Regions from separate parts of the Mus musculus genome. Here regions 1, 2, 4 and 5 are each linked to region 3. A link is a contact called in public HiChIP or PLAC-seq, Micro-C and promoter capture Hi-C data. All regions are on one chromosome and are shown on one strand. The core of a region is the stretch at or near the end of the contact, and the rest is flanking DNA. Distances in the headings are between cores, read along the strand shown. Region 1 holds the start of Cd300c (CD300C molecule). Region 2 overlaps Cdr2l (cerebellar degeneration-related protein 2-like). Region 3 holds the start of Slc9a3r1 (solute carrier family 9 (sodium/hydrogen exchanger), member 3 regulator 1). Region 4 holds the start of Otop2 (otopetrin 2). Region 5 overlaps Hid1 (HID1 domain containing).

The links. Promoter capture Hi-C pulls out the DNA fragments that hold promoters and counts their contacts. A called contact is a pair of places that touch in the nucleus more often than the background predicts. HiChIP or PLAC-seq counts read pairs in DNA pulled down with a chosen protein or histone mark.
Region 1: a contact with region 3 is called in a promoter capture Hi-C map of neutrophils, with 4 times the contacts expected there. The contact joins the promoter of Cd300c here to the promoter of Slc9a3r1 in region 3. A contact is called at or near these places in 1 of 39 promoter capture datasets (neutrophils), 1 of 115 datasets of contacts at active chromatin or transcription factors (pancreatic cancer cells) and 1 of 9 other capture datasets (liver).
Region 2: an H3K4me3 HiChIP or PLAC-seq map of embryonic stem cells shows a contact between it and region 3, with 16 read pairs. The contact joins the enhancer-like site here to the promoter of Slc9a3r1 in region 3. A contact is called at or near these places in 11 of 39 promoter capture datasets (the 3T3-L1 cell line, the C10 cell line, the HPC-7 cell line and 7 more), 10 of 484 Hi-C or Micro-C datasets (B cells, CD4 T cells, CD8 T cells and 5 more), 9 of 115 datasets of contacts at active chromatin or transcription factors (CD8 T cells, effector CD8 T cells, embryonic stem cells and 4 more) and 2 of 9 other capture datasets (adipose tissue and liver).
Region 4: a Micro-C map of embryonic stem cells shows a contact between it and region 3, with 2.0 times the contacts expected there. The contact joins the promoter of Otop2 here to the promoter of Slc9a3r1 in region 3. A contact is called at or near these places in 9 of 39 promoter capture datasets (the 3T3-L1 cell line, 3T3-L1-derived adipocytes, embryonic stem cells and 3 more), 1 of 15 datasets of contacts at CTCF or cohesin (the NIH/3T3 cell line), 6 of 484 Hi-C or Micro-C datasets (the AtT-20 cell line, the N1E-115 cell line and embryonic stem cells), 11 of 115 datasets of contacts at active chromatin or transcription factors (the SCID.adh cell line, T-cell acute lymphoblastic leukemia, embryonic stem cells and 2 more) and 3 of 9 other capture datasets (adipose tissue, embryonic stem cells and liver).
Region 5: a contact with region 3 is called in an HNF4G HiChIP or PLAC-seq map of pancreatic cancer cells. The contact joins the enhancer-like site here to the promoter of Slc9a3r1 in region 3. A contact is called at or near these places in 16 of 39 promoter capture datasets (the 3T3-L1 cell line, 3T3-L1-derived adipocytes, the C10 cell line and 9 more), 3 of 15 datasets of contacts at CTCF or cohesin (the G1E-ER4 cell line and embryonic stem cells), 64 of 484 Hi-C or Micro-C datasets (the BV-2 cell line, the Ba/F3 cell line, CD8 T cells and 32 more), 20 of 115 datasets of contacts at active chromatin or transcription factors (the HPC-7 cell line, the SCID.adh cell line, T-cell acute lymphoblastic leukemia and 9 more) and 4 of 9 other capture datasets (adipose tissue, embryonic stem cells, liver and 1 more).

The regions. Positions count from the first base shown.
Region 1 is chr11:114,958,379-114,962,397 of GRCm38.p6, reverse strand. Cd300c (CD300C molecule) reads left to right here and starts at 1,891. Exons shown (of 4, transcript NM_001368239.1): 1 at 1,891-2,053; 2 at 2,484-2,831. The coding sequence starts at 1,981.
Region 2 is chr11:115,390,844-115,395,286 of GRCm38.p6, reverse strand. It overlaps Cdr2l (cerebellar degeneration-related protein 2-like), which reads right to left. Exons shown (of 5, transcript NM_001080929.1): 3 at 4,276-4,424; 4 at 2,464-2,628; 5 at 1-1,941. The coding sequence ends at 1,050. Among named protein-coding and RNA genes, the nearest start is that of Gm32013, 8.2 kb to the left of the region's middle. Within about 2 kb of position 1,791, at least 19 of the 459 cell types and tissues checked have an H3K27ac peak or open chromatin away from gene starts, as enhancers often do. A contact at or near this core is called in embryonic stem cells, where this site is marked.
Region 3 is chr11:115,161,548-115,165,435 of GRCm38.p6, reverse strand. It overlaps Slc9a3r1 (solute carrier family 9 (sodium/hydrogen exchanger), member 3 regulator 1), which reads right to left and starts at 2,095. Exons shown (of 6, transcript NM_012030.2): 1 at 1,485-2,095. The coding sequence starts at 1,910. Rab37 (RAB37, member RAS oncogene family) reads right to left here. Exons shown (of 9, transcript NM_021411.4): 9 at 3,196-3,888.
Region 4 is chr11:115,320,295-115,324,700 of GRCm38.p6, reverse strand. Otop2 (otopetrin 2) reads right to left here and starts at 2,171. Exons shown (of 8, transcript NM_001362400.1): 1 at 2,080-2,171; 2 at 1,600-1,776; 3 at 970-1,315; 4 at 1-133. The coding sequence starts at 1,282. It overlaps Ush1g (USH1 protein network component sans), which reads left to right and starts at 2,783. Exons shown (of 3, transcript NM_176847.3): 1 at 2,783-3,008. The coding sequence starts at 2,845.
Region 5 is chr11:115,356,809-115,361,239 of GRCm38.p6, reverse strand. It overlaps Hid1 (HID1 domain containing), which reads left to right. Exons shown (of 19, transcript NM_001346774.1): 3 at 748-918; 4 at 1,432-1,545; 5 at 2,157-2,263; 6 at 2,454-2,570; 7 at 4,398-4,431. Among named protein-coding and RNA genes, the nearest start is that of Hid1, 8.7 kb to the left of the region's middle. Within about 2 kb of position 1,734, at least 57 of the 459 cell types and tissues checked have an H3K27ac peak or open chromatin away from gene starts, as enhancers often do. A contact at or near this core is called in CD8 T cells, the HL-1 cell line, the N1E-115 cell line and 8 more, where this site is marked.

The DNA.
Region 1 (4,019 bases), core at 642-3,141, 200 kb after region 3:
GCTTGATAGGTTTTGAAGGATGAGGAGGTGTGGCCTTTGTGGAGGAAGTGTATTACTGGAGGTGGGCTTAGAGGTTTCAAAAAGCTCACCCAATTGATCATTGATCAATTCTCTCTCTTCACTGATCATTCTCTCCGTCTGACTCTCTCAGTCTCTCTCTCTCTCTCTCTCTCTCTCTCTCTCTCTCTCTCTCTCTCTCTCTCTCTCCTCCCGCTCATCTGTCATCTCTCCTCTCTTTCTCACCTCTCTCTGCCTTTCTTTGTCTGCCTGAAAATCAGGATGTCACTCTGCTGTCTCCAGGACCATACCTGCCATGTTTGCCACCATGCTGACCATGATAACAATGAACCAAGCCTCTGAAAGTGCAAGCCAGCCCTGGTTAAATGTTTTCTCTTATACTAGCTGCTGTAGTCATGGTGTCTCCTCACAGCAATAGAACAGTGATAAGGTACAGATAGCAAGCAGTGACCATGCCTTAGAGTCCTTCAGTGAATACAATAAGTGGTTTCTGAGCTCTTGTTGATTTGATATTCTGTAGAGCAAAAAGAAACAGTGGACATAGAAAAATGCAGGCAGATACCCTGATGGTCAATCAGTGAGAGGCAAGAAAATGATACAGTGAGAGAACATCTGCATTCTGTGTTAGTAGGGAGAACATCTGCATTCTGTGTCAATGGGGATTGGAAGTGAGTGGAATAAGGATTGTTCTCAGGAATGAACCCAGGAGAGTCCAAACCCAGCAAACCATAAGTGTAAAGGTCCCCTCAAAATGTCACCACAGCCTGCAGATATGGCTGTAGATCAGAGGGGTGTAGGTACCTCTATGGCCAGGTGGCTCACCAGGCTCTCAGACTCCCCCTTTTCCCTTCTTCCCCAACATGAAAGGGAAGTGGATGGCCAACATTGGGAAACTGAGTCATCAGAAAGGAGAGATCTGAGGTCATTCTTTCATTCTACCACACAGCACCTACCTCAAATTATGCCCATGTCTAGGTATGGGGCCAGGAGACTCAAGAAGGCAGAGCTGCCATGCATGGGGGCTCCCATCAAGGCCTGGCACTCAAGGGATGGGAGATTTCTGAGTTCAAGGTTAGCTTCAGCTAAATACTGCATTCGAGCCCAGGTGGGGCTGCAGTGTGAGATACTGTCTCAAATAATCAGGGCTGTGGATGCATCTTAGTCGGCAGAGAGCTTGTCTGGCATGCGTAGAGCCCTGGGTTCAATCCTGAGCACAGCATGGATGGGCTGTGGTGACAAACACCTTAAACTGCTGGACTCAGGAGCTGGAGGTAGGAGGATCAGTTCAAGGTCCTCCTTACCTACATAGACGCCAGCCTAGGATAGCGATTCTGCCACAGAAAAACAACAAACCAAACAGAATAAGACAAGAGAAGTGAAAGCTGTGACCTACAGGTCTGTACTCTTTGTGGGGACACAGCACCCAGATAAACTCTGATTAAGGGATCAGGTCACAGCATGACCTTGACCAGCAGTGTGAACCCGGAAATGGTCCTAGACACCCCAAGGACTAAGAGTGCCCTATAATCTGATATTTGGAAGGAGGTGATTGCTCTGTGATCACACAGTTAGAGCAACAGAATGGCAGCTTTCCAATCCACTCAGGAAGGGGCTTGTCACAGAGGGTGGTCAACCTGACCAGAAACAGAAATGCTCCCCAGGCCTCTGGCAGGAGGGTGGAAGCCCTTGGGTAAAGGCTAGGGGACAGATGGCATCCTCAGTCCCCAGCCGTGGGTTTCCCCACTTGTTGGGTGTGGTAGGAACCAAAGCCTCTGAGGCCTGGAACATCAACAGAGCCCTTCCTGCACCTGTTCATCTGGAGCCTGAAGTGAGAGCCAGGGACCAGGAAGCAGAAGACAGAAAGGAGAACTAGGCAAGAGGGCATTCTACTGTCTAGAAGGAGACATGTCCTTCTCCTCTCTTGGCCCTGGTGTGGGTGCAGGAGACAGCTGAGCTGAAGAAATGAATCCCAGAGTAATAAGATTGTGGCTGCCTTCAGCTGTGCTACTCTCCTTGGTTTCAGATATGCATGGAGGTAGGTGTATTGGGTTTACTTGAAAGGGGAAATCTATGGGAGGTGGGAGAGAGGGACAGAGAGAGAAGTCAGCACAGGCAGAGGGGTCTAGAGAGAAGCAGGAAGGGTGGGGTTGGGTGGGGTCCAGGACCATCAGCATCTGCTCCCCAGGGGCTGCCAGGTTTCTGTGCACAATACAGTCATGTCTACCACACCTGAGGCAGATTCAGGACAACTGGGAGGGTCACCTGTGACAGTCAGTGCCATAACCGCATAATCTCTATTTATTTTATAATCTCTCTATGACCTCAGTCCTGACTCCTGATCTGACAAAGCCTGTCTCCTTTCTCATGGTTTCCTCAAGACCAGAGGGTTTTCTAAGACCTGACGCAAGGGAAGACTTCCTACTCCCCAGCGGTCAGGGTGCAGAATTGAGGTCTGTGTTTTCCAGGCCATTTCCCTGTGCGTGGTCCCAGCACTGTCACAGGCACTGTGGGGGAGTCACTCAGTGTGTCCTGTCAGTATGAGAAGAAATTGAAAACTAAAAAAAAAATCTGGTGCAAATGGAAATCTAATGTACTGTGTAAAGATATTGTCAAGACCAGTGCCTCAGAAGAAGCTAGGAATGGCCGAGTGTCCATCAGGGACCATCCAGACAACCTCACCTTCACAGTGACCTTGGAGAACCTCACCCTGGAGGATGCAGGCACCTACATGTGTATGGTGGATATAGGATTCTTTTATGATGCCTACTTACAGATCGATAAGTCCTTCAAGGTTGAGGTGTTCGTGGTCCCAGGTAAGCCTCCTTCCTGCCAGGGCAGCCTGAGTCCAGGCCTGCCATTCCCTCATGGAAGAAGGAAGCCAGGAACCTCAGCATGCTGAGCTTGGCTAGTGAGAGATTCAGGACAGGGAGTGTGAGTGCACACGCGCCTCCATGAGAGCATGTGTGGTACGTGTGATACTATATGTGCACCAGTACATGTGTGTGCGCACACAGGCACAGTGGGGACCTGTGTCCTTAGAAACGACTGTGTTATTTTATTTATTTGTTTGTGTGTTCATGTATTTGTTTCTAGGGGACTTCCCTTGGAGTGTGTGAGTGAACAGAGAACTTCTGAGTGTCAATTCTCTGTTTCCACCTTGTGGGTCAAACTCAAGTCATCAGGCTTGGTAAGCAGGGCCTTTCCCCCCTGAGCCATCTCATCAGCCCCTGGTGGGGATTCTCTGTGCACCATGGGACAGGCTCAGGCCTGAAACTTTCTAGAAACAGGCTCTGAATCACATCACTGGCTCTTTGTGACTTCCTGTCCTGTTAAGACTCAAGTACACATTCCCAGGTCTCTGGCCCTGTCTCCATTCTCCATAGATGAATGATACCCTAGCTCATCAGCTCCCCTCTCTCAAAGGTGGCTCTGACCTGGGTACCCCGACTTCCCTTCTGGGTACCAGCTTCATCACTGGTTCTGGGACTTCTGAGGGACCACCAGAGACACAAGGAGGAGCCTAGGCAGTCTATGGGGTTTCTCAGTGCCCCGAGGAACCCACTTACCCCCTCCAAGATCCCCTGTGTCCCTTCTCCAAGGAACCATTAACTGCTGGAAGAGACTCAGAGAATCCCTCCAAGGTTCCTCTTCTTAGGGCTGAGGGTCAAGCAGGATGGAAGACAGGCTTTCAGCTACTTTGCTCTCCAATATTCTCCATGTTTGTAGTTGATTCTCCTCTAATGGAGCCTCCCTTGTTCACAGAAACCAAATCAGTGCATCAGTTTAAGGATTGAGGTAGTGACAGGGGCTGAAGGAAAGGGCCCATCCTCTCTGTTAATCCCAGGTTTTCTTTTTCTTTTCCTCCTCCTCCTCCTCCTCCTCCTCCTCCTCCTCCTCCTCCTCCTCCTCCTCCTTCTCCTCCTCCTCCTTCTCTTTCTCCTCTTTCTCTTCCTTCTGCTCTTCTTCCTCTCCTCCTCCTCCTTCTCCCCTTCCTCTTTCTA
Region 2 (4,443 bases), core at 542-3,041, 230 kb before region 3:
ACAAAACAAGTAAGGGTCCTACAGTCCCTGGTGAAGGACAGGCATGAACACTTGGACCTGGGTTGGTGACACTCCTACAGGACATTCTGAAGGCTGCAGATGTGAACTGTCCCTGGGTGGCCTGAGGAAGAGAGGACTGGATGAGACATCATGGTCCCTGAGATGGGGGCAGGCGCAGAGAAAGGAATGAAAGCAAAGGTGGTTTGCAGGCTTGGGGAGGGAGGAAGGGGTGAAACTCCCTACCATCCCGGCCCCTGGAAGGCTTCATGCCTAGAGGATAACTCCAGGAATGGAACTTGGCTCTGAGAGGAAAGGGACACTACCCGTGTATGGCTGTTGTGGGGTTCTCTCTTCCTCTATTCAGACTGGCTATAGATCTGTGGTGAGCAGAAGCCCTTTGCCAGGGCTGGAGGGGATACACTCGAGCCTGGCTAAACTTCCTGCTCTGCAAGGTGGGGGCTATCTGTGGCCTGCTCAGACCTCTGGGAGTGGTACAGCTGGTGCGAAGGGAATGACAGTCATAACTGGCAAGAAGCAGTGAGTGGTCTGGGAGACTCCAGACACCAGCAATGGCTGGCTCTGAGGTCCCCTTTCAAGTGTTTCCAGTTGTGACAAGGCTTCAGGAGGCCTTGCATTGCAAATCTCTCAGAAAAAAAAAAAAAAAAAACCAAAAAACAAAAACAACTTTGGAGGGCAAAGCTAGAAAGGCTTGCAGAAGACTGGCAGCAATCTGAGGGTGAAGCCTGGGGTCCAGAAGCTGAGGGCTGGGGGAGCTGAAAAGCCCCCAGGGACAGTGGTGGAGTGGCAGTGGCGGGGTGGGGAGTGTGTTTGGCTTTTAAACTGAGCTGTGCCTTTGAGCTGAAGCAAAGTGGCCAAGGGAGGCAGAACAGGTGAGCCGAGCCACCAGCAGGGAATATGCAGTGTCCCCAGCCACCTGCTATGATATATTGCTGCATAAAGGGCTTTCTCACTTGCCAGGAGGCTGCCAGCCAGGCATGAGGGACCCCTCTGGTCGGGAGGCGGAGGGAGGCGACAGGCCTAGAGAGGGGTCACTTGCTGCTGTGTGTCTTGACTTTGGTGGCGTTGATGTCGGCCTTGGTCTTCTGGATCCTGGCAAAGATCTCTTTGAAGAGTGCCTTGTACTCCGGCTGGCTCTGCTCCAGCCGCTTATCCACAGCCTCCACGTGCTGGCTTAGGCTCTTCTCACCCGCCTTGCCCTCTCCCGGGCTCTCTTCGCCCCCCAGTAGGTCCCTCCAGGAGCTGTCCCGGGAGATGGGCCGTGAGGTCTGCACCCCCGCGTGCCGCACTCCGGCACCGTGCTGCCGGCACTTGCTCAGTAGCTCCTCGTATTTCTCCAGCAGCGCGTGGTACTGCTCATCCACCTCCCGCAGGATAGACATACCGCGCCTGCGCACACTGTTGGCATGCAACGTGAGGTTGCCAGCATGGCGGCTGGCTGGGTCTTTGGCCACTATGGCATTGAGCGCCGTGTCACTGCAGCTCTTGCGCACTGCGTGGCTGGGGGAAGCGGCAGGCGAGGAGACACCATCCTGGGCATTAGAGTCATCTCCACTGCCTGGCTGGGGGTCATCGGCCTCAGGGGCCTGAGTGAGGGGCGCCAGCAGAGCCTCAGCCAGGTGCTCCTCCCGGGCCAGCAGGTAGGTCTTGGCCTGCTTCATCTGCTGCAGCTCCAGCAACTCGGCCTCCAGCTCCTGCACGCGCAGGCGGCAGCCCTCCATCTCACACAGCTGTCGCTCCAGCTCCGTGTACTCCTGGAGCACCACCGTGTACTCACGTTCCGCTCGTTCCTTGCGCTGTCGCTCCTGGCTCACCTGGGAACGGAGCACCCCAACCAAGGTCTGCAGCCGTTCGTTTTCCTGTTCCAGCGGCCGAGGACCCAGCTCCAAAGAGGAACTGTGTAGGCGGAAGGCATCCTCACATCTGCTGGGGGCGGGGGGAGGGGGGGGAGGCAGGCAGCAGTAGGTGGTCAAACACTGGCCTCTCTCAGTCACCCTCCACCCCTCTAACTATCCCTCCACAGTGTGTCTGAGTACGATGACCTATACAGATTGATCCAGGATTTTTCCGCACTGGGAGACACAGTGAAGCGTCGGACAAGCAGGTTTTTCACTGAGCTACATCGCCAGCCTCACCTTGCTCTTTATCTCTTTCTCCTAACTAGGATGGGGATCCATTTAGGCATAGCACACATTCTGAGCGCGTGCCTGTATAAATACAGTGCTTAACTCCTCCGAGGTCAGAAGGTTTTTCTCATCTGACTAGTAGGGAAAATGGATGCAAATGGCTTGTGTTAGTAACACCAATGGCTGTCCTTAGCAAGCATCCTGAGGGCTTGGACCAAACGGTCCTCCTTCCCAGCCACTGTCCACCATGCATCTCCTCCTTCATCCCTCAGCCAGCTCTCTCGGGACTCTAAGATGACACACCAGGGCCCTTGCCTACCGGGAACTTGTGCACAGCTCCTTCAGGCAGGGGAAGGTATGGATGGTTCTCCTGCGTTCCCGTTTTTCCCGGCGAATCCGAAGTTGCTCCAGGCCTCGAAGTTGCTCCACCTGGGCCTGTAGCTCTTCGACCTGGGACTGCAGGCGCTCAATGGTCTCTGTCAGCCTGGAATAGAATGATATGCATGGGAGACATTTTTTCTGTAAAAATTGTTAGGGCTGGAGAGATGGTTCAGCCACTAAATGCTAGGCTCACAACCAATATGTTAAGATTGATTTTTAGGCGTGCGTGTGTGTGTGTGCGTGTGTGTGTGTGTGTGTGTGTGTGTGTGTAGGTGGAGTTGGAGATCCTGGAACTAGGTGATTGTGAGCTGTAAGCCATTCACTGTGAGTGCTGGGAACCAAACTCTGGGCCCAGATCAACAAGCACTCTTAACCTCTTAGCCATCTCTGTCTCATTGCAACGTCCCCCTCTCCCCCACCAAGGTGGAGAGTCTTCAGGAGCTAGGGACACCTCCTCACTGCAGCTTGGGAGCCTCAGAGATGGAGGCCATCGAGTTAAGGACAAACAGACAACCTTGAGCTTGCTGTCTGGTGTTAAAGTCCGAGAAGGTTCTGCCGGATCCAAGGGCCTGCCCTTCTCCTGTACAGCCCAGGCTGAGCCAACCATTCCTCCTCAGCCAGCTCTGATCCTTTTGTATCTGTGAACCTGTATGCATGTCCACACGTGTGTGGGTACATGTGGAGGCCAGAGGATGACTCTGGGCATCACACCTCAACAAGCTATCCGCCTTGGATTTTTTGAGACAGGCTCCCGCCGGAACCCAAGAATGGCTGATTCAGCTAGGATGGGACTTGCACATCGCCACCTCCCCAGTTTGGGGTTCCGAATGCACATCGTTGTGCCCTGCATTTTACAAAGGTGTCTGAGCTCAGGTTCTCAAGCCTGCGCAGCAAGCACTTTAGCCACGGGGCCACTTTCCTAGCTGTACCCCAGGTCCTTGCACACAGCTCTGTTGCCACCATGGTCCACTGCAGCTGTGAGGTCGCAGAGGCAGATCAGGGTCACTGAATCCTTAGTACCTCAAACTAGGTCGGGTGCATCATCAGTGGCGAATAGCCATAGGTGGGAAGTTGTTTACTGGAGTATGGGCCACGTTTCACCTACCGGCTGTGGGGGCTGGAGAGATGGCTGGGTGGTTAGGAGCACTTGTTCTTGCAGAGGGGTTGGGTTTAGTTCCCAGCGCCCACACAGTGGCTCACAACCATTTGTCACTGTAGTTGCAGAGGATCCCACCCCCTCTCCTGGCACAGGCATACACACAGGCAAAACACCCACACATATAAAACAGAAACAATCTTAAAATGAGAGGGCTGGATGGTGGTGGCTCATTCCTTTAATCCCAGTATTCAGGAGGGAGAGGCAGGCGAACCTCTGTGAGTTCGAGGCCAGGCTCATCTACATAGAGAAAGTTTGTCTTGAAAATCCAAGAACAGGGCTGGAGAGATGGCTCAGCGGTTAAGAGCACTGACTGGCTCTTCCGAAGGTCCTGAGTTCAAATCCCAGCAACCACATGGTGGCTCACAACCATCCATAATGAGATCTGATGCCCTCTTCTGGGGTGTCTGAAGACAGCTACAGTGTACTTACATATAATAAATAAATAAATAAATAAATAAATAAATAAATAAATAAATCTTAAAAAAAAAAAAGAAAATCCAAGAACAACAAAAAGAAGGGAGGAAGGACAGGGGACAGAAGAGTGGCTGTTGTGGGATCAACCACATACAACGCCCTGGGCCTCTCCCTCACCCGTGGATCTTCTGCTGGGCAGCCTTACTCTCCATCACCAGCCTCTGGTTGGTCAGCTCCAGGTCTCTGGCCGTCAGGTCCAGCTGCTCGTACACTTTAGCATGCTGTTCATTCACGAGCCTCAGTGTGTCCAGCTGCTTGGTCAAGTACTAGGGGAGGAGGGAAGGA
Region 3 (3,888 bases), core at 846-3,345:
CAAAGGAAAGAATGGGAGGCGGGGGCGGGAGCGGAGGGGGTGGTGGTGGAAGGGTGGGGATGGGGGTGGGGGATGAATGGTGAATCAATGGACAGGGCACAAAGTTCAAATTGGGTTTGTGCCTAAGAGCAGAGGTCACCTGTTCCAACTTGCTGCCAGGGGCTCTACTACTGCTTACCGATGCCAATTTGGCACTGGCAGGAAGTGGGAACTTGGTGGCCCTGGCATTCCCAGAGTCAAACTCTGGCAGAACCGGGCTTCTGGTGACCTCACTTCCACCAAACCAGTTGGTACTCTCAGGCTCCGCCTTCAACCTTACGGGGCTGAACAGTGCCCTTTCCCTGTGGAGGGAGGATCTTCCTGGCTCCATGGATACCGCTGATCTACATGTGGCGGCGGTATCGATCAGGAAGAGAGAGCCAGTGCGTACTGAAGGGACCCTGCTCCCAGGGTCTGAGCCCTGAACCTGGCCTCCTTCCCTCCTTGTTTTCTAAGGGACAGGGAGGCTCTCAGCACAACTCCTGTTTTGCCAACTGCCCCTCCAGCAGCTGATCCAAACTGGGGTTGTTTGGGGGAAATACCAACCACTGGCAAAACCCAACCAGCCGGCTTACAATCGCTGGACAGAGAAGAGGAGACACCAGGGCGGGACCACCTGCGAGGGTCGGCTCTGCAGGACGCTGCCTGGCCTGTTCCTGCTCCCTCCCCCACCCATCTTTCTCCTTTTCCTCCTCTTCTAAGGTCCTCCCACCAGGCTCCCAGATACCAGCTAGCGAGCGCTTACTCCTCACATTCCAGAGGACCATAAATCCTCCGGGGTGGCAGAGCCACCACCCCCAAGACGCTTCTGCACCTCCTCCCGGCACCCCACCCCCACCCCTAGCTCCGAGACGTTGAGACTTCCTCTCTTTCTTAGAAGTCACTTTAGTCTTGAGAAGGATGAAGTCCAACCGGTGTGAGTTAATGATGCACAAACTAGAGGACCCAGGATGTGGGTAGGGCTGAAGGGGTCCTCCCAGGGACCCTTAGTTATTCAGCCTTTAAGCCACTTTGAGCTACCATCCACAGGGACTGAAGAGAAGAGAGTAGAAAGAGGGAGGGAGGGAGGGAGATGCGGGGGGTGGTGGGGAGAGCTCTTAGCTTAGCTGTAGGCAAGGATAACCCAGGAATGAGTCCGGGTTGTGGGGCGGAATCCAAGGAATGGGAGCAGAGAAGGGGACTGGGTTTCTTTGCGCCGTCTTCGCAAAGTTCAAGCAGTCAGGAGATGCAGGCGGCAAAGGAGCTCCGCTCCCCAGCCAGCCCGGACAGGGCGGTGGGGTCGCTGGTCGCACTCCGAAGCTCGCCTTAGAAACTGCGAAGGCTCCGGGACAGAGGGCAGAAGCCGTTTCCTCCTCGCTGCTCGAGTTTCAGAAAGTGCTTGGAAGTCCGGGGTGCCCGAGTCTCTCTAGAATCCTAGTCCTACACCAAGCCCAACCCGCACTTACCAAGTGGCTCTTTTCGGCCTCATTCTGGTCCCCAGCCTCATGAGTGTCGGCGGCCGCTGGAGGCTCGGCTTGTTCGGACTTCTCCTGGGGGCGCAGCAGCTCTTCCCGGATCGAGACGCCCAGCTTCTTGAGACGCTCGTCGGTCTCCGGGTCGACCACCAGCAGGCGCACGGCGTTCAGCGCTGCGCGGATGCGGCTCACCACCTGCTGATGCGTCTCCTTCTCCACATTCTCACCGTTCACCTCCACCAATCGGTCTCCAGCCAACAACCCCGACTTCTCGGCCGGCGAGCCAGGTTCTACCAGACGGATAAACTGGCCCACCTTGCCCTTCTCCCCGTGCAGGTGGAAGCCGTAGCCATTTGGACCCTTCTCCAGGCAGCAGAGCCGGGGCAGAGGCTCCCCGGCCGCTGCGTCCGCGCTCATCTTGTTCTGCGAAGGCTCAGCGCGGGTGCCGTCGGAGGCCGGGGACTCACGACCTTTCTCCCCGAGCCGCAGAGCTCGAGTTGGGAGCTGAGCACCGCACGGGGCACAGGGAACAGGTGTCCCGGGAACCGCGGTTGCGAACGCACAGGAAGGGAGCCGGCCAATCCCCGCCCTGCGCGGCGTCTGAGCGTTCCAGAACCCGCCCCAGCTCCTAAACCCGAGGGCGGGGCCGCGCGGTGGGTGTGGATCACAGTAGACCAATCAGAAATCACGAACCGGGCTCTTGCGCCAGGGTGAACAAATCTAACCAATCAGGAGAGTGGGGCGTGGCCTGCACTCGGCGCGGCACCCCGCAGCGGGAGAAGAAAAGAGAGCCCAGGAAGTGGAAGTGTTTGTTACCAAGTGCGGAGTTGGGCTGATCGGGCGGGGCCGAGGCCGGGGCTGGGGCGGGGTTCCAGGTACTGAGCCCAGAGGCCCCACGGGCTCCGCTCTGGTTTCCACGTTGTGGAGGGGGATTTAGAAGAGCTAGTCTCTGGGTAAAGGATTCTCAACGCTTTAACCGCCTTGAGCCAAAGCCTGTTGCATAGCTTGGCCCGAGAGAGGGGAGCGACAGTTGCTGGGGAAACCACCCCATGCTCCCCCACACTCACTCCTCCCCCTCCCCAGAGCCAACTTAAGAACCGGACGGATGTCTTCTGTAACACAGTAACACTGTAACAGGGTAACTGTAACAGAATAACTCCGGAGTAGAGTTGTTTAAATAACAAAGTTTCTTCTTGTGGAGCCGCCCCTCTATCCCTGGACATGCATATAGACAGAGGTTTGGGCTCTGATCCCTTCTAGAAACTTGTAGGGCTTGGTAGAGACTGAGGCTCCTTGCAGCCCACCTGGAAGACAGGCTGTCTGAGAACAGATAAATGAATAATAAATAAAGGGCTTAGTTTTGGCAGTAGCCTTTAGCCACGGAGAGAGGGCGGGTGAGACAGCTAGGTAGTCAATCTCAGGATTCACTTCAGAGGGAATGGAAGACTGGCTTTGTTCAACAGAAAAATGACTTGGATTGTGAGATAAGCATTCCAGCTCCCTCTTGCCAGCGCAGATGTGGCCACAGAGGCTGGGGGTGGGGGAGGGTAGTCAGTTAAGGGTAAGTTGAACCTATGAGGACGCCAATGGGTGAAGATGGAATGATTCGGACATTGGGTAACAGTTTCCCACAACGTGCCACGTAACAAACTCTCTAACACGATCCTCCTTCTGGGAATAAACAGAGGGGGAAAAACCGGTCAGAGTATATTTTCCAAAATACTGCAATTTAATTCTGGAAAAACAGAAATGCCAGAGGCCCAGAGCTATGTATGTGACTAGAGCTCCAGCAATCAGCTCAGAGCCCCAGAAGAGAACCCGGAGCCCAGGCTCCTCCCTGATCTTCCTATGAGAGGTCACAGAGAGTTTCCTTATCAACCCAAGTTTAGAGTGCTGACTTTGCTCTGGGAGCAAGATTTCTGCCTTGAAAGCAAATATAGTAACCTCAGATATGTGTAATGCATACTTTCTTGGAGCCTCACTCGCTGCCCAACCTATATAGATGTAGTAAAGCTTCCTTTGGTCATGGATCTGCACACCTCCGAGTGTCCTTCCTTCTAAGGGTCAGATCAGAGCTTTGGGAGACACATGGCCTTGGGCCTACAGGGCTTGTTGCCCCTCTCCGTACCCCAGACTTGCTCATACTTCCTTGTTTTGTGCACATAGCATCAGCCCGCCCCCAAATCGACAACTTCCCACCCTCTCAACCCGATTTAGCGGAAGAGGAAAAGATAAAACCATTTTGCCCTAGTATTGGTCTGAAGTTAAAGAGAGAGAGGGAGAGAGAGAGAGAGCGAGCAAGCTGGGGCTTAGTGGGAAAAACTGGCCTATGGCTTTGTTCAGTTCTGCCTCCCACCCATTCCAGGAGCCAACAAGTTCTTTATCTGGCTCTGAC
Region 4 (4,406 bases), core at 922-3,421, 160 kb before region 3:
ACAATGACAAACACGGCTTGGATGATGGGGTGCAGGATCTTGATGGCCGACTGGCACTCAAAGAAACTGGAATAGTAGCCAGTCTTGAAGACATCCATGACAAGGGTGCAGATTCCAAACAGCACCAGCCCACCTGGGAATCGGGGCCAGCAGGGGAGTGGTGTATCAGAGAGGCAGGAGACGGGGCTTGCAGGGTGGATGATAGGTTCTGAAGGGTGAGGGGTTAGTCGGGTGGGAATAGGGCATGGGTGGATCACTGGAAGGAAGAATGGATTGAGTGGAGAGGTTAGGAGGTCAAGTGAATGGATGGATGGATGGATGGATGGATGGATGGATGGATGGGCGACTGTATGTCTGAAAGATGAATGAATGGGTGGATCGAAGGTTGAATGGATAAATGAACAGGTTGGGTGGGTGGATGGCTGGAGATGAAAGAATGAAAAGATGATTAGATGGATAGACAAATGAATGGACTGAGAGACCACTGGGTGGATGGATGAGAGAGAGCATAAACAGGTGGGTGGGTGGATGGATGGATGAATGGGGGACAGATAAACGGATGATGAGTGGGTAAGTGGGCAAATGGAAGGGCTGAAAGATGAGTAGGTGGGTGGGACATGGTGCAGGATTGACTGGGAAAGACATCCTATGTGCCCCCCCCCCTGTACAGGTAAGGGCAAGGCCTCTAGACAGACCTTGCCAGCTGCTATTGTCTTCTGCTTTTCCCCTCACAAAGGCTCTCTCTATGATTATCTCTCCAATCTTTACACAAGGCAATGAAGCTCCTTCCACCGGCCTTTAACCCCTAGGACCTCCTCCCGCAGGAAGCCCTCCGCCATGTTTGCTCTTCCTTCCCAGGGCACTGCACACCTGACTACCCCAAAGTCACACCCTGCAGGTCCTCCACGAGTCCCAGACTGCAGCTCCCCAGCGTGTCCACCCCACTCTCGTCCCTATCTCCCAGGGCACCTCGGAGCCAGATGGGACCAGCATGAGCATCCCGGTAAGGCACCGCGTCTGGACAGCGAGCGGTGCGGAGGAGGTAGAAGACTATCCATAGCGCGGCCAGCAGCATCATGGTGGTGAGCAGAGCGAACACGTCCGTGTCATACACCGCCACCTTGTTGAAGGCACCGCCGCTGATGAGCGTGCAGGCGAGCAGCAGCACGTTGACAGCCAACAGCACCGACAGCAGGCGGCCGCCCTTTTTCCACACCTCACGGGGGCTGGCCCGAGGCCCCGGCAGGCTCTCATTGGGATGCGGGACCAGTTCCTCCGACATGGTGGGGGCGACTGGAGGAGGTTGAAGGGATCACTGCGAGGTCCGAAGTCGGGGCGGGGGGGGGGCAAGGACAGGATTCTAAGTCAACTCAGGGGGCTCTCCTTTCCTCCCATGTGATCCCTGGATTTGGGGACCCCGGAATGTGGGGACTAAGGGTGCTGGACCAAGCACTGGGGAAAACGAGAAAATCTGAAAGCTGTACCTTCCCTACCTGGCCTGGAAATATTGTACAGAGAGAAGAAGAAGCGGCCCTAGGCTGAATCCTTTACAAAGTCCCACTCCCCAAATCTGACAGTCCCCTGGCCAGGGACACGCACCTGGCTGCACCGGGAGCCGACACCAAGTTGGGGGTCAAGGGGCAGCAAGCGTCTCCTCTCTCCCACGCCGGGCTGGACCGGTGCTTTATACCGGAGAGGGCAGAGTGATTTACAGCCACAAGAGTTCGGCTCCATAAACCTCTCAGTCCCACTCACATGATCCATCTTTTCTCCGAGCTGAATTTAGGGAAGCCAGATAAGGTGAGATTTATATTTACCTGTTAAGATTCCCTTACCCTGTCGCGCTGGTGCTGCCAGGGTTCGGGCACGGCCCCATATTGCCGTACACAGAGGGTCCTCTGCCCCCCAGCGCCCACTGTAACCTGGTGCTCAGAGATCACACCCACCCAAAGACTGCAGAGCTGACCCCCACCCCCGTTGCCCGCTTGCACCTAGACTCCGTCGCAGCTCAGGAACTGGACGGAATTTTGGATCTTGCTTGCTGTCCCGAGATCGGGACAACAGTTCCTCTTTTCCCACCTGCCCTCAGAGTGATCCGAATTCGGTCTTCCTGTATCCCTACTACTGCTGCCCAGAGATGCTGGTTGGATGCTGCAAAGTCTGGTTCCCACGCGGTGCCCTCAATCGGGCTGCAGTCGTCTAGCGCCCCCTGCTGGAGAACTGTTGTTTGACACCCCCCCCCCCCCCACGAGTGTAGGCTGACCGCAGGACTGCTGCGCCCTGCTTGCGGATGAAGGTCTTGCGGTGGGTCCTCCTGCTCCTCTGGACCCACTGTCCTCCAGATCAGAATTGCCTCTCCATCCCACCCTCACACATTATTCGTCAGCTTTTCACCTGTCCTTTTGACTGGTGAAGAAATCAGGGAACCCAGCACCCGGAGTTCTGTCTAGGCCGTATTAAATGTCCCTATATTGGGCTTCAAGGGCTGCAACGCCAGAGTGGGCGCTTTTGGAGCGAGAGAACTGAATTTCACTTGAGTCACGTCTGTGTGCTGAAGAGCATGGCGTTTAGGACCCAGGGGAAGCTCCTGGGCGGCTCCCTGGGCAGTGAGAGATTTCCCCCCTCCCTTCCCCGGTGTGCAGCTCAGATGTCCCGGTAGTCTGTAGTCGTCTGTAGTCGCGGCTCTGGCGCTCCGCATCCACCATCTGCGGCAGCAGGGGCAGGCGGCCCAGGCCCCAGCCCAGCCCCTTCCCTCAACCTCATGCCTCAGCCCTAACCCGGCAGTCCTCCCCGTCCGGGGACAATTCTCGGTGCCCCTTGCCCGTCCCGTCCAACTTGGGCGCCATGAATGACCAGTATCACCGGGCCGCCAGGGATGGCTATCTGGAACTCCTCAAGGAGGCCACCCGGAAGGAGCTGAATGCCCCTGACGAGGATGGCATGACCCCGACTCTCTGGGCTGCCTACCATGGCAACCTGGAGTCTCTGCGCCTCATTGTGAGCCGCGGGTGAGTATGCCCTCTGCCTAGCCAGGAAAACCAGGAAGAACTTCCTGGAACCCGGTGTCCCAAACCTCATGGCATCACTTACCCTCTTGCCTGAGCTGCCCTTTCCCCCTACGGACAGACCCTAAGGTGGGGCCGTGCAGCCTGCTGTACTTAGAGAGACACAGGTGGAAGGGACATAAACTGAGCTTGTGACAGTTGTGGACTGGATGCAGGGATTAGAGGAGAGGAACTTCGATTTGGGGATCGGACCCATGATTATGGGATGGGGGCTGCAGAGGTATTCAAAAATCAGACACTTTGGGGGGGGGAGGGTGCCTGGAAGCAAGAGTGAAAGGTAGGTGGGAACCAGAGAGAAGGCTGGGAAATCTCCAGGGGCCTTGAACTGGGGAGGCCAGGAAGGAAAGACCTTCGCTGCCTACTTCCCAGTCTAGCAGCCAGAAAGGCTGTCCCTACAACTCCGCTAGCTCCCACGGACCGGGCTTCACCCTGACCTGTGCCTTCCTATCACTCTTCTGGGGTTTACAGGCACTGTCCACACTACCAAATGTCACTGGTTCCGCCACTGATTAACTCTCTGTATCCCTCCCCCTCTGCAGGACTCAGGAGTGGGGAACTGTAGTGTGTAGAAAGGACATCTGCCCTCCACCCCATCCTCTCTCTGGCGTTGTCCTGGGAGGGAGGGTGGGCACAGAGTCCAGGGGTCTGGAGGAGGAGTCAGGCAACGTAGATTCAGGGTCACTAAAGTGGTTTGGGGTGGGGGAAGGGGACTAAATCACATTACTGGAAATATCCTACCCACCAACAGTTTAGTAGGACTGGTGTGGCCTAGACAGGAAAAGGATGTCTCAAGAGGTCTCATGTGAACGTCTCAGGCTCTATCTAGGGGTCAAGGTCAGAGGCAGGGATTGTGCTGATCATGGAATTGGAGGGGACCCTGGATATGTAGGGACATGGTCCCCTCTTCTTCTGTGTCTGCTCCTTCGGTCTAGCAGCATGTGGGGACAGTGTGGAATGGTACAGCTGAGACAGAGCCCTACTCCAGGAGGGCAAACACTGCTACTATATCCCCTGCCCCTTCCATCATAGAGGCTCATGGGAGTCTCGTGCAGGAGCAAGGAGGGAGGTATGGAAGGAAAGAGAGCTGTCCAAAGCTCTGAGGTTCTAGAGACTTGGTAATCAGAGGGGGAAGCTGCGGGGAGGGGCGGTGTTGAGATAAGGGAGTGATTCTTCCCCCAGACCTGAGCTGGCCTTGTGGCCTCATTGGTGTGGGGCAGGGCCCCGTGCTAAACCCCGAGAGAGGCAAGATTCCCACGGAAGCCAGCAGAGTTGGGTGGGCTGGAGTCAGATGTGGAGGGCATTAGAGAGGGAGGGGGCAAAGCTCCGTAGGGCAGCCTGAAC
Region 5 (4,431 bases), core at 485-2,984, 200 kb before region 3:
CAGCGCTATTCAGAGAAACCCTGTCTCGAAAAACCAAAAATAAATAAATAAATTTTAAATTAAATTTATTTTATTTTATGTGTGTGAGTGCTTTGCATGCATGTATCTATATGTTCCGTGTACATGCCTGATGACCATGGAGAGCAAAAGAAGGCATTGGACCCCCTTGAACTAGAGTTATGGGTGGTTGTGAGACACCACGTAGGTGCTGGGAGTTGAACTCTAGGTCCTTGGCAAGGATAGCAAGTTGGGTTTTATTGTTGTTTGTTTTATTTTGTTGAGGCCCTGGATGCCTAGAACTTAATATATAGACCAGGTTGGCCTTGATCTCATAGAGATCCACCTGTCTCTGGCTTCTAGTGCTGGGAGTAAAGATATGGGCTACCAAATGTGGTAGACAATGTATTCTTAACAGCAGAGCCACTCTTCCAGCCCTGGTCTTTTTCTCTTGTTTTAACCTTTAAAAAGGGCACTTTAATATAGTATTAAACAGAAGGATTAGGAGAGAAAGAGGCTCTCAGAAGAAAGTAAGTTGTACCCAAGTGTGGGGACACACTCTGTATGAGAGGGGTACCACAGATGAGGTCTTGGCCATCCAGTGGACTGGCCTCTGCTCTCCTGATGCTCTGGGCTGTTTTTTTCCCAGGTCACAACCTTCCTGAGCTAGCTGACCTCTCCAGCTTGGGTGGCCTGAACCCAAAGGGCTCCTTCACATGCTCCTTCCTCCCTTGCTGTCTGTCCCCACAGGCTGTGGAGAAGCTGGTGCAAGGAGCAGAGGGTGGCTGCCACTCTGAGAAGGAGAAACAGGTCGTCCTGAACTGCAGCCGGCTACTCACCCGAGTGCTGCCTTACATCTTCGAGGACCCCGACTGGAGGGGCTTCTTCTGGTCCACAGTGCCCGGGGCAGGGCGTGGAGGGGTCTGTGGGCCTGGCCAAGGGGGGGTTGGAGGATCCTGGCAGGGCCACCTGTTTTTAGGAAGTATAGGGATGGGGACTTAGAGGTAGGGTACCACTGAGGGGGAAGGAGCCAGTACCAACTTTTCAGGCCTTCGGTTTCTCTCCCAAGGGGCCTAGAGCAGGGGTGCAGGGATAGGCCCATTATGTCTTTAGAAGGACCACACTATCTTCTCCCAGGCCCCATCTACTCAGGGCTTTATCTTCAGTCAAGTGCCAAGGGTTGAGACCTCATGATTCCCAAGATGTCCAGTACCCCTGGTGGGACATTTCTCATTATGCCCAGTGTTTGCCTCTGCCCTGCCCTCTTCTGGCAAAGGGAGGTTTGGGGTGAGCAGGAAGTCACTTCCTCTTTCCCTCCACTTTGTCTACCTACATGTGCCCGCTGAGACCCAGTCCCATATTCACGACACCCCCAAGCCGTGGGGCCACCTCTCCTTGGCCAGCCCCCCACTGAGCAGCCTGCATCTTTAGCAGGGTGAGGAAGAGGATGAGAACGCTCGTCCCTTGGCTGAGTCCTTGCTCCTGGCCATTGCCGATTTGCTCTTCTGCCCAGACTTCACTGTGCAGAACCACCGGAGGAACGACGTGGTGAGACACCCAGGCTGGGCTCTGATCCTGCTGGGGCCAGCATAGTTACGGTTCTCCCGAGTGCAGGGTGCAGGGTGCAGGGTGCAGGGTGCAGGGGTGGCTCAGAGGGCAGGCCTCCTAAGCATAAGTGTCCTGGGTGGGATAGGGGGTTGCACTGTTGGAGAGGAGCCAGCTGGTGTCCAGCCTGCCTGTCTCCTAGGCAGCATCACACAAGCACCTATTGTCTTCCCTGCCCGAGCTGGGAGGGGAACAGGGCTGGAACCAGGAAGCCTGTCTTTTTACTCTGGCATTCCACCAGGAATACTTTCTCCCTTCAGTCTGCCACACCCCTACTCCTCCAACCTTCCCTACCTCCTCTCCCTGCCTCAGACTGGGCTCAGCAAGTAAAATAATCAATGCAAGACTGCAGGGAAACGAGCCTTTAAAGAACTCCAACAGCACCCATTTCTCTCCTTGTCCGTTAGGAGACTGGCATGGGAGGGGAGGGCTGACCTTAGGAGAACACCGGGGTACGTTGCTGCAGCTTGGGAAGCTTAGGGAGTCAGGGCCCGCCTCACGCCGATATTTGTTTTGTGACACCCTCATCCCCTGTTACTACTTCCTGTTTCTAGGACTCAGCAGAAGATGTCCATTCCCTGGACAGCTGTGAATATATCTGGGAGGCTGGTGTGGGCTTTGCTCATTCCCCACAGCCCAACTACATCCATGACATGAACCGGTGAGCTGGACCGGGCTGGCCTGTGCATAGCTCAGAGACCCAGCCCTCTTACCATCCATCCTTGGCCTTACAGGGAGGAACAGGGGTCATTTTTTCCCCATGGGCCTGGGCCAGGGAGGTGGGTCGATGTGTCAGCCCCTTCCAGATGGAGACTGGGGTTCTCATGTAGCCTTTCCTGTCCCTCCTGCAGGATGGAGCTGCTGAAGTTACTGCTCACGTGCTTCTCAGAGGCCATGTACCTGCCCCCATCTCCAGAGAGTGGCAGCACCAACCCCTGGGTTCAGTTCTTTTGTTCCACGGAGAACAGGTGAGAGGCGGCTGGCCTTCCTAGTCTGGTTCTAGGAACCCTGTGCCAGCCCTGATGGTTTTATTTGAGGAGATGTGCTGCCCCCTGGTGTCGTGAAACTATAACTTAGCCATACATTTATTTTTTAATTATTTATTTTTATTTTGTTTACACTGGTGTTTTGACTGCATGTATGTCTGTGTGAGGGTGTTGGATCCCTTGGGACAGGAGTTACAGACAGTTGTGATTTGTCATGTGTGTGCTGATAATTGAAGCTCGGTCTTCTGAACCTTACTATCAGGGCCCCAAACTTCCTGGGGGCTCCTGGGCCAAGGTTCAGGTCTTCCATCTAGAACCGCATTGTTTAGTAGAAATATAATGTAAGGGGCTTGAAATGTAGCTCTGTGTATAGAGTGCTTGTCTACTATGCATGGAGCCCTGGATGAACTGGGTGTGGCGGCACAGGGCTGTAATCCCAGCATTCCGGAGGTGGAGGCAGATCAATCAAGAAGTTTAGGGTCATCCTTGGCTACTAGTGAGTTCTGGGCTAGCCTATGGTACATAAGACCCTTTCTTGAAAGCAAAAAGGAAGAGAACTTATATATTTTATTTAGCTCGGTACATTTAAAAACGTGAGCCTTAAATTTGTAATGAGTATATAGAGCTATTGCTATCATTTGCATTTCCTTTCCTCACGTTTCCTTCCCTGAATCCAGTGTGTACCTTATACTTCCAGCGTCAGCTGGATCAACCGCTCAAGAGCACTTAGTCGCCAGCCACATGTGGCTGTGGTTGCTCTTTGGGACAGTGGGTAGAGAAGAGGGTCTGAGGACCACCCTGATAGATGGAAAAGTCTGGATCGTGCGGGACTCAAGAGGGATATGGGGACACTTATGAGTACATGGGGGTGCCACATAGTCATCAGTGGGACAGAGTACTTGAAGCATACACCCCAGCTGTGCACACCCAGCTGTGCAACCCAGCTGTGCACACCCAGCTGTACACACTCAGCTGTGCATACCCAGCTGTACATACCCAGCTGTGCACACCCAGCTGTGCAATCCAGCTGTGCACACTCAGCTGTGCAATCCAGCTGTGTACACCCAGCTGTGCCCCTGTGCAGCTAACACAGGTGTTAGCATTCTAAACTTTTAACCTTACTCCTTCTGGAAGCTGACCCCTGCATGACATGGCTCCCCTCTGGGTTTTGCTGGTTCCCTGCTTTTTATCACCACAAGAGAGGGTCTCCAAGTGTCCCACAATGCTGGCCACAATCAGAGCCTGGCCAGGGTTTCTTCTCATAGCTATGCCAGGCACACAGCAACACTTTGTCACTTGCTCACTCACCTAACCTCTTGGATCTCAGTCTCCTCATATGTAAGATGAGGAGCTTGAACCTTGACATCTATGGACCGGATTCAAGTCATACTGTAGCCTGGGAGCCAGGGGATGGAGCTGGTTTCTGCTCCCCAAGGGGAGGCTGTCTTTTCCTTGCTCCTCTAACCTCTTGCCTGTAACCCCAGTGGAGGGTGTGTGACCCCAAGAACTGAGAAGGGCGTGAGCACGTTCTCTACAGGGAGTCCATCCCTGTGTAATGGACTCCTCTGCTCTTGGCCCAGCTTGTCCCTGATCAGAGTCAGCCACATGCATGGATAGGGAGGGCATTTTCTATTCAGGAAGGGACAAGCTCGTCCTTCTGCCTTCTGCCTGATAGCACAGCTCCCTGGCTGTGGCTGTGGCTGTGGCTGTGGCTGTGGCTGTGGCTGTGGCTGTGGCTGTGGCTGTGGCTGGAGAGGCAGGCGTGCCCAAGGGAGCATCCCTGCAGCCTTGCTCTGTGCTCTCTCGCAGACACGCGCTGCCCCTCTTCACTTCACTCCTCAAC